Linked DNA regions of Rattus norvegicus: all the other regions are linked to region 2. A link is a contact called in public Hi-C data. All regions are on one chromosome and are shown on one strand. The core of a region is the stretch at or near the end of the contact, and the rest is flanking DNA. Distances in the headings are between cores, read along the strand shown.

The links. A called contact is a pair of places that touch in the nucleus more often than the background predicts.
Region 1: a Hi-C map of the A7r5 cell line shows a contact between it and region 2, with 6 times the contacts expected there. The contact joins the enhancer-like site here to the promoter of Foxc1 in region 2. A contact is called at or near these places in 3 of 12 Hi-C or Micro-C datasets (the A7r5 cell line, the Rat2 cell line and mammary epithelial cells).
Region 3: a contact with region 2 is called in a Hi-C map of the A7r5 cell line, with 4 times the contacts expected there. The contact joins the enhancer-like site here to the promoter of Foxc1 in region 2. A contact is called at or near these places in 12 of 12 Hi-C or Micro-C datasets (the A7r5 cell line, the Rat2 cell line, Schwann cells and 7 more) and 1 of 1 datasets of contacts at active chromatin or transcription factors (oligodendrocytes).

What each region holds. Positions count from the first base shown.
Region 1 is chr17:32,556,387-32,559,661 of GRCr8, forward strand. All of the region lies in intron 7 of Gmds (GDP-mannose 4, 6-dehydratase), which reads left to right. Among named protein-coding and RNA genes, the nearest start is that of Gmds, 250 kb to the left of the region's middle. Within about 2 kb of position 1,300, at least 7 of the 93 cell types and tissues checked have an H3K27ac peak or open chromatin away from gene starts, as enhancers often do. A contact at or near this core is called in the A7r5 cell line, where this site is marked.
Region 2 is chr17:32,842,088-32,845,734 of GRCr8, forward strand. It overlaps Foxc1 (forkhead box C1), which reads right to left and starts at 2,013. Exons shown (of 1, transcript NM_134338.2): 1 at 1-2,013. The coding sequence starts at 1,456.
Region 3 is chr17:32,410,943-32,414,127 of GRCr8, forward strand. All of the region lies in intron 4 of Gmds (GDP-mannose 4, 6-dehydratase), which reads left to right. Among named protein-coding and RNA genes, the nearest start is that of Gmds, 110 kb to the left of the region's middle. Within about 2 kb of position 1,754, at least 5 of the 93 cell types and tissues checked have an H3K27ac peak or open chromatin away from gene starts, as enhancers often do. A contact at or near this core is called in the A7r5 cell line, where this site is marked.

The sequences.
Region 1 (3,275 bases), core at 50-2,549, 290 kb before region 2:
GGTTGGCTACCTGTGTTGGAGGGGACAGGAGGCATTCCAGAAAGATGACTGTGGCCTCCCACCTCTAGCCACCAAGTGCACGGCACCTGAATATTTACTTCATATTCTCCAGGGAAAGGCCAACATTAGGGTCTCCGTACTTTCATCGTTCATTTTCCATCACATGATGCCTCCTTTATGTGAAAATGACTGTATCTTTAAATTTAGTTTGAGCATCAATATAGGAAGATCTCACCAGGCCTTTCCTTAAACCCAGAAAGAATATTGTACTTCTCGCTTTTGATGTCCTGTGATTTGCATTTTTCCATTTGATTTCTCCCACAAAACCTTTGGCCCTGCCTGTCACCGCCATGAGAAAAGGCTGGTGCTGTGAGAAGCTGCCATCCTTTCATTAAACTCTTGCTTCATGCCTGTGAAAGGTTTCAGCCCTGTCGCTTCTGAATCTTTAGTTTTTGGTTTCTGGGTCTGGTTTTGGTGTCTGGGCTATCCTTGTAAGATTTCAAAGCCTCTTTTCATTAACTTTAAACATTTATTTGTGTGTGTGTGTGTGTGTGTGTGTGTGTGTGTGTGTGTGTGTGTGTGTGTCTGTCTGTCTGTCTGTCTGTCTGCCTGTCTGTCTGTCTGCATGGATATATGTAGCACGTGTGTGACTGGTGCCTTTGATGACCAAAAGAGGGCATCAACTCCCCTAGAACTCCAGTTACAGATGGGTTGTGAGCCATTTGGTTGCTGGGACTAAACCTAAGTCCTCTGCAAGAACAGCAAATGCTCTTAACTACTTCACCTCTGCCTCCAGCATACCACACTGACTTTAATGGGGACCATCGCACAGTCATGTACCTTTCACTCAATGCTACAAATAATAATAATACTCTTAAAATTTTCCTGTTTTGTCACTGACCTTCTAATTCTCCTCTTATCCAACTCCAACAGAAGTGCAGTAAGAACCACTGTGAAGTGTTTGAAGAGCCAGAGTCACGAAGGCAGAGTCCTCCATGCTAAGCAGCAGGCTTCCTCTTCAGTATTAACTTAATAGTTGTACAATCATGTAGTTTGAGGGAGATATCACCTCTCTACAGGAAAGACAAGTTTTACAGAACTCATTTCATTTGATCCTTATCTATAAAATACAAAAGAAAACAAAACAAAGCCAAAGAAGGTTCAAGAAGGGGCAGGGTGGTTTAAATTCCATTGCCTTTTGTCAGTGGAGCTGAAAGTTTCCTTGTGGTTGACTATCTGTCAGGGCCTTTGGGAAACAGCATCCGTGACTGGCTTGGGCCAGTGAGTCATCTATTAAATTTATCCCTGATGAATTACAGGTTTGCTTGCTTAAGTGCATATAGCACAGGACCTTGGGATCTTAGAAGTCTGTGAGGTTCAAAGAAAGCAGAGTGGCTTTGATACTTCCCGGGCAACTCTTCTAACTTCCTAGATCCTGAATTTCTGTCCTTAGCTGCTTTCTTTTTCCTGACTCTCAGCTCTTTTCTCCTTTTCTCTCTCTTCATCCCCTTCTTTGCTTGCCTTTCCCTCCCTCCCTCTCTCCTGAGTGTCAGATTGGGGCCGGCTCTCCCAGCAGAATATCTCTGACAGGGCTGACAGTAGTTTGAGCTGCCTTATTCTCTATCTGTGTGCATTAGTAGATCAGCAGCAGCATGCAAAGCATTGTATTGTAAAGGTACTCATTCGTTCTTCTGACACTGTGCTTTCCATGTAGCAGGAAATAAAAATACACTTGAGAATAGAAGGCTAAACTATGGAAGTCAGACTTAGATAGTTGACAGTCTACTAAAAAAAAATTTTCTGACAGTTTTCACCCAGGTAGGAACCCTGAGGTTTTCAGCACAGCCCAAGTAGCTGGGCAGCCATTCATGAGCAGCAGAGAAGTCTTTCCTACTCCTGTGTTTGTGAACAATTCGAAGAGTTGATTTTGAAGATTTCCCTTTGGCGTTGGGGGTTTTATCTCAGTGGTATAGTGCTTACCTAGAAAACTAAAGCCCTGGGCTCCCTTCTCAAATCAGGATGTGTGTATAAGGAAGGAGTGAAAACACCTTTCCCAGATCTGAAAGTTTAAATATTCACCCAGCCTCTTCATGTCCTTGAAAATGTTTCTGACTGCTGTTTGCTGTGTAAAATACGTAAAGTACTTTATAATTTTAATTGTATTTTCACAAAAGTCTAGTAAGGTACTATCCTTCTTTCCCATTCAAGCCCAGGTCTAAGACATGGAACCGAAGCCTCAGGCTATGCTCCTCTCCTGCCCTTTCCTGGATGTCTTCTCACACCTAGGGCTGCGCCATCTTTCTAGAATGCAGCTGTGTTAGTGGTGCTCTGGGACCTGTGCCTTGTTTGGAGCTCTGTTCCAGCTACCCCAATTTCCTGCTTCCATGACTGGGGCTGTGCCCATGGGCCCCATGAACTCCTTGAGCTGTCACTGTGCCCTACTACTATGTTTTCTTAAGGTTCTAGTATATTTCAGGGTCAGCCCTGAGTTGCCTCTTGAACATCTTTCTTAAGGACAGACCTCTTTTCTTTTTGCTCGCCTAGTTTACCAAAGGGATTTACTGTTTCCTCATTGGTCCTCAGGCTAGTCTTCATTTGTATCTTCCCAGTACCCCATAATATCCACTATTCTGCTTATTTATTAATGACTACCTGATTGAGTCAACAAATTCCTTCCAAGTCAGTCTCATAGGTTTGTCCAATTCAAACACTGAAGAAGCCTTGCATATTGTCTGCCAGTCTCCTCCACTGACAGTATTTAACTATTGGTTTGTTATAAAAATAGTTTTACAATCTGATGTTGACAATGTCCATTCAGACTAGTTGTCAAAATTGCTCCATAAGTCACTAGAGGCATGAATGAAGTCAAAGGGGTTGGCAATTAGTGGCCAACACATGCCTCACATATGCCAGGACAGGGTGTTTGGGATCCTTCCAAGACCTCTGTGATTACAGACAGTAACTCTTGTTGTCCTATATCCCTCCATCTGGGCCAAGTAGTCAGATGTGACAAGAGTCAGAGCAAAGAACAGCATAGAGCTCCATGGCCTGCTCAAGATTTGCTGAAGGGGCTTTGAAGCATCCAAGTGTGGTGTTCTGCAAATTCTACTTGAAGACCTGGGATGAGTACACTACAGGAGATAGATGAAGTTTGTCCAGACAAAGCCAGGTGCCCTAGAAGATACTTGCTAAATTTCAAGTGTATATCATGGCACAGGTGTACACTAACAGAGCCTTACACATATGCTTTTCCACCCAAGAAGCCAGCTTAGATT
Region 2 (3,647 bases), core at 763-3,262:
CCAAGTGACCCAGGTCTCCACCTGCCTGGTTCAGGTACCACGAGGTGAGTCGGCCTTGGTGGGACGCAGGGTGGTGGCTGGTCTCCTGGCCGCCCCCGCCGTGACTCAGGGACGAAGAGCTGCTGCTGGTCGCTGGGGGCAGCGAGTAATCGGGCAGGGGGTCGTCCACCGCCGCGCTGCCCCCGCCTCCGGCCGGACCCTGCAAGTGGCCGCCACGCTCGCCCGCCGCGTACAGGCTCATGGCCTGCAGGTTGCAGTGGTAAGTGGCGGCGCCCCCCGTACCCGCTGCGCTGCTGCTGCCGCCACCTCCGCCGCCGCCGCCGCCGCCGCCGCCCGAGCTGCCCGCACTGGAGCTCTGGCTGCAGGGGGAGCTGTAGAGGGAGCTGTGGCCAGGCGAGTAGGCGCCCAGCGCCAGCGGGGGCGCGATGCCCGCGCGCGAGGACGCAGCGGCTGAGGCCAGGAGGCCGGAGCCGAGCTCCGCAGCCGAACCCTGCGGCGACCCCCGCAGCGACGTCATGATGTTGTCCACGCTGAAGCCCTGGCTGTGATGCGGCGGCGGCGCGGGCTGTGGCGGCGGCGCGGGTTCTGCAGCGTCCAGGCTGAGCGGCCGCGCCGAGGGCAGGCTGCCCGGGGGGCTGCTCCCGCTCGACAGGCTGCTGCTGCTGCTGTCGGGACTCTCGATTTTAGGCACTGTGGCCGCACTGCCGCTGCCTAGGGCGGCAGCCGGGGACAGGGGCTGGGGCGGCGAGGGACACGTACCGTTCTCCGTCTTGATGTCCTGGATGCGCACGGGTGGCTGCTGTGGCCCGGGAGCGGAGCCCTCGGCCTGTTCCGGGGGCGCGGGCGCGGGCTGGCGGCCGGCCTGCGGCGGCGGCGGTTCCTGGAGGTGCAGTCGGCCCTTCTCCTCCTTGTCCTTCACCGCGTCCTTCTTCTTGAAGCGCCGCCGCCGCCGCAGGAAGCTGCCGTTCTCGAACATGTTGTAGGAGTCCGGGTCCAGCGTCCAGTAGCTGCCCTTGCCTGGCTTCTTGTCGTCGCGGGGCACCTTGACGAAGCACTCATTAAGCGAGAGGTTGTGCCGTATGCTGTTCTGCCAGCCCTGCTTATTGTCCCGATAGAAGGGAAAGCGGTCCATGATGAACTGGTAGATGCCATTCAGGGTGATCTTCTTGTCCGGGGCATTCTGGATAGCCATGGTGATAAGAGCGATGTAGCTGTAGGGAGGCTTCACCATGTCCTTGGGCTGCGGCTGCGGCGTATAAGGCCCGTAGGCGCGCGCCATGCCGCCCGGGTACTGCTCGGCGTGAGCAGGGTGCGAGTACACGCTCATAGGGGCCGGCATGGCGGTGTAGCCGCCCCCGGCCGCCGCCGCGGCAGCGCGATAGTAGCTCTGCTCGCCGCCGAGGTAGGGCACCACTCCCAGGGAGTTGGGGCTGGACACCGAGTAGCGCGCCTGCATGGCCCCGGCTCGCCGCCGCCAGGCGCAGTCCGCCGCCCCCCACCCTCGCTCGGGCCGGGCCGCGCCGCACCGGCCCCCGAGTCCGAGTCCCGGCCGCGCCGAGCTGCTGCGGGCCCCGCCGCGCTGCGTCTGTCCGGGCCGCGGCCGCCTCCTTGCGCCCGGGGCTGCTCGGCCTCTCCCTGCGCTCGCCTGGCGCCTCGCTGCCCACTCAGTTCCCGCGCGGGCGGCGAGGGAGGGTCGCTGCAACCGGGAGAGGGCCGGACGAGGATTCCGCAAGCCGCCTCGGAGGAACGTTCAGAGCAACTTCCAGGCGCAGTCGGGGCAAAAAAAAAAAAAAAAAAAAAGACAAAAGTTCAAAAAAAATTAAAAAAATAAAAATAAGAAGGCGCCCTGCTCGCCACTGCCTGCGCCTTCCAGGAGACACTGCTCGGGGCTGCTAGCTAAGGCGGCCAAATAACCAGGGGCGGGGGCAGCGCGCCGGCCGCCTTCCCGGGCCCCCGCGTCACCTTTTCTCAGTCTCTTGCGCCGGCCGCTTAAGGAAGCATTGGGAAAACTTCTGAACTTTTGAGCATCCGTCACCCAGGCTAGGACTTTTTTACGCAGTTACATTTTTTTCCGGGCAGCGGAGCCCCGCCCCACTACGGAGGCGGCAGCCAATGGGAGGCGAGAGACGCCTGTGAATGAGCCAGCGGCCGAGCTCCGCCGGCCCGCTCCTGGCTGCTGGAGGACCGCGGGGCTGACCACACGCGCGCCGGCTGCCCGGGCCCGGCGCCCGCGCCCCTGCCCGCAGCCCGCGGTCGGTCCTACTACCGCACCCACCCACTCACTGCCAGACACTGCCCTTCACCCCCTGACGTTCTCGGGGACTGCAGACTTTCGGAGTCCTCACTGGCCCCAGGACCCTTCCTGCGTCCACAGTTCCCAGTCCTCCACGGAGCCCTCGAGTCTCTCTTCGCACAGGATCTGCCTCACTCCTTAGTCTATCTTGCTGTCTCCAGCGCCGGGATTTCTCCGGCCTTCCCAACCCTCCCCCTATCCCTTGGTCTCTCCTTTTCGTAACATCCCTCTCTCTGCTATCGCGGGTCACATTGACATCCCATCCACTCTTCACCCGCAGGTTCTCCAGTCCGACTTTAGGTTTCAGAGGCTCGGTCACAGCCGCGGGGGTTCCAGTGAGGAAGAAGATGGTATTTCGGTGCCTCGCCCCACTCCCTGCTAGCTGTAATCGGAGAGGATAGAAATTTCAGACTTTTTTTTTAAAAAAACTGATAGACTATGTAGGCCACATTGAGGAGCACGGAGTTCACGAGCGTTCCGTTCCAGGGCTTAAAGGAACTAGAGAGTTCGGGCTAAGACGATTCCAAAAGTTTCCTCAACAAACCACTCGTTGTCCCTTTGTCCTGACCAGCACATTTTGGCTCATAGGGCCAGTTAAGTTCAAAAGGGCTTGGTGACATTAGCAGTTGTGATGAAGAAGAGTCAGATAAATATGCCCAAGAGCTTAAGGCTTCCCCCAAGCCACTCTCCGCCTCTGCCCATCCTAGGGCAGCTGCCTCATAGAGTCTGAGTTGGAGGAAGTGTTCAGAATTGTACCTACAAGACAGCTCAAAGATTCTGATAGATAATCCCTGAATGATCCTTGAAATTCGTGATTAGACCTCAAGTCTGCAGCCTCTGGATGACTGGAACAGGATGGGTAGAGATGAGATGGGGGAAATGGAGGGTCTGAGAGGATAGGCCTCCCTCTGACTGCAAAACAACCCTGCATTTCAGCAACTGGTCCAGAAAAAATTCTGACAGAGTGGACACCAAGTCCTTTACTTGAAGATGGGTTTGAGAGCCTGTGAAAAAGTGTTTGTGACTTACTTTTCACCTTGGGTTCCTCAGATAATCTTTAAGGGTTCCTCTGGTAATCTTTAAGGCTAGGACTTGCTGGGAGTCCCTTTTAGTTTACCGACTTGAACCTTCCTTCCCTCACTAACACACACACACACACACACACACACACACACACACACACACACACAGCACCTTTCCCTTAGTAGATAAGGAGGACACTGATTTATGTAGTAGGCACAGATGTGTTGCTTAAACATACATACATACATACATACATACATACATACATACATGTAATTTCAAAATGGTCATTTATATTAAGGGAAGAGGAAACCCTATGTTTCTAGAATTC
Region 3 (3,185 bases), core at 504-3,003, 430 kb before region 2:
TGAATGTGCGGATTTCTTCCCTGTATTCAGGTGCTGGGTGCTCTGCATCCTTCTTTGGTCATTCTATCTAGAACAAGTCCCGTAAACTTGACTGCTCTTCCCAGTCCTCCAGCTTCGGTTAGACTCAGGTTTCCTTAGCTGTATTCTGATGCTTTCTTGGGTGAATGAAATTTGAAACCAGGGCTGTTTTGTTTTATTTAGGTACCTAGTCAATCAAGTGGTTAGCAGAGCTTAGAAATAAAAACAGACTTTAAGTTTAAAAAAAAAAGTTGAGAAATATCTATCCATGTTTCTTTTCTCAAATACAGTAATTTTATTGGAGTATTTAAAGTGTTTTTACGTTCCTCCATATTTTTCAGTTTTGTTTATAATGTGGGCATTATGCCCTCTTTCCACACCTCTGCTGCTTAAGGCTGGAATTAGGGCCCAAGTCTAATGAACAATGGAATAAACCTAGTCATAAAACAGCAAAATTTGAAAATTGAGAGTCAGTCCTTGGGTTGCCAAGTCTTTGTACTTAGCAGGTAAGAGCACTGACTGCTTTTGAAGAGGGAGGACTTGGATATGGCATCCAGCACCCACATGATAACGCACAAACACTTGTAGCTTCAGTCTCAGGGAATTTAACACCCTCTTACGTCCTGAGGCACCAGGGGCAAAAAACTCATTCACTTAAATTAAATATGTCTTAACAGAAAAAACAAATAATTGTCCATATTTACTACTGCTGCTGCTGCTGCATGCTACTATTACTACTCATTACTACTACTGCTACTACTACTACTACTAAATTTGAGATTAGCCCATTTTTTATTTTAAGACAGGCCTGAAGATTTACAAAAACATTTTTTACCTGCCTAGATGCTGTTTAGAAAACAGCAACAAAACAAAACCACTAACCCCCTATCTTTCTCATTACTTTTTCCTTTTTTCCTGCTTTTTTTGGTGTTGAGCAGTACCTCATATATGCTAAACATATGATAGAGCTCATCTTAACCCTCTTGGTTCCTTAATCTTTTGGTCAGTGTATGTTATCTGTTCTTAGTGTGAGGGTCTTTACATTCTGCAGGCGGAGCTATTTTCCTAGGGATTTTCAGTGTTTCCCCATGATGAAGGAAAGCCTTAGGCTTTTGTGTTTGAGAGTTTATCCTGTTTTCTACAGAGGAGTGTTTGTTCTATTTTTCCAGGCATGACTATTAGAGGCTGGAATCCACAGGTGAGGTTGCAAGGACATAGATGTTATGGGAGTGTGGGGCTTTGTAAAGTAGATAAGGATAGAATAGATCACCTGGTGGAATGAGTGGACCCTTCTGTGGTCTCTGGAGAGGAGGGAAAGCCCTCGTGCCCAGAGACCAGTCAGTTGATGCGACAACTATGAAAGACTTTACTACCAGCACTTGGAGAACACTCAGATAACATATTGTAAAATGAGTTCTCAGATTCCTTAAGGTGGTAGCTGGAGAAAGGAAGATAGAAACCTGCGGGGAACTTGCATCATAAAGGGTATGGGGAAGCAAAGTAGGATAGCAAGAACCAAGGAGACAAGGGGCAGTGGGTGGACTTACGTGTTGGAAGTTAAGAAAGTAGGTCTTTCTAGGAAGAAGAGCATAGAGAACCAGGAAAGCCTTGGCAGTAAGGCTGAAGATCAACTTGTAATATTTCTGTTTGTTTGCTTTTTGCATTGCTAGGGTTGGAAACCAGGGCCTCATGCATGGTGATGCGTGCTCTATGACTCAGCCATACCCCATATCTGACTAAGTACTTTTTAAAGAAGTGGTCTGAAGTAGATGTGATGGAGCTAAAACAGATTCAGCACAGGGGTTTTAGTAGTTGAGTTACAAGGAAAGTGTAAAATGAGTCAATTCTTTTCAAGGAATTTCCTGTTGGAAGGAGGAGAGAACAACATAGTAAAGATTAGGTCAGTGTCCCTCAAAATTGCTAGGCCTCTTTCCCAGACTCTTTGATTTCTGAAGTTCAGAGTGAGGGTGAGAACTTTGATTTTTAGGAAGTGTCCAGTTGGTCCTTAAGCTTAGTCTGGGAGCCACACTTTGGGAAACATTGGGTGTCTTGGTTCATTTGTACAGTTGCTTTAAGTGCATTCATCTTAGACTTTGTCTTTTCAATGTACCAGCTTCTGAGTCAGATGAAAATTAGCCGTACTAATCACCAGTTCATGACAGTGTGAGATTTTAAATCACTATGACACCGACAATCAAGAATTGTGATAGTTGAAAAAGGCGGGAGTGGGTCTCGTATGCACCACTTCTTCACACTCAATTCTCTTTCCAGGTAGTGTGTAGCCTGGGAGATTCATACCTTACAAAATCCTCCTTATATTTCAAGATAAAACATGAGTACAATCTGTGTTTTTTAAAACCCACACTTTTTTATATCTCTGTGCTGTAAGCTAAGGCAAGTTGATCGTTAGCTGTGGGTAGCAGACTCCAAGAAGGGGGTTGGCTCAGGCTGGAGTGTCCTCAGCTTTCCTTGCCAGCCAGTGAGCTTAGAGCCCTCTGATCACTCTAAGCTGCATTTATGGGTTCAGATTTTGGTATGTTTTGTTATTATCAAGTGATTAAAATATTACTTTGTTGTAAATTATGTTAATATCTTTAAGAAATTTACTGTTCATAAAAAATTAAATAAAAATTTGTTTCTGACCGGTATAATATGTTCAGTAAGATTAACTTAAAATAACATGCTTTTTGTAATATTTTGAAAGATGGTCTAATATTAGCACATTTTGTGTTTAATTTTGAATTCTTGACTTCTAGACTGGACAATGTTTGTGTTGGCCTCATGTTGTGCAGAATAAACTCTCTATCACTCACACTTCCAGTTAATCTGATGTGGGCCAAGGTATTGCTAAAAGTAAGGAAAATAAAATAATAGGAAGCTGGTCTGGCTTCCTGTAGGAAACCAATGAAGATGAAATTGCTTCTTGGAATGAGCCCATAGCAGTCTGGGAAATACTGACTGAAGACATTTTTCTGAATCATAAACAGTAAAATTATGACTCATGAAGTAGTTCATTGAAAGGCTGATTGGATCTTACATGGGAGAAAGTGAGGGATGACTGCAATGTACCAGTTATTAAAAGCAGTTAAACCTAGTATAATGACATCATCCCATTAGGAACAAATGATACAGTTTTATGGTCCTGCCCATCTTGGAAGAGAAAAAAA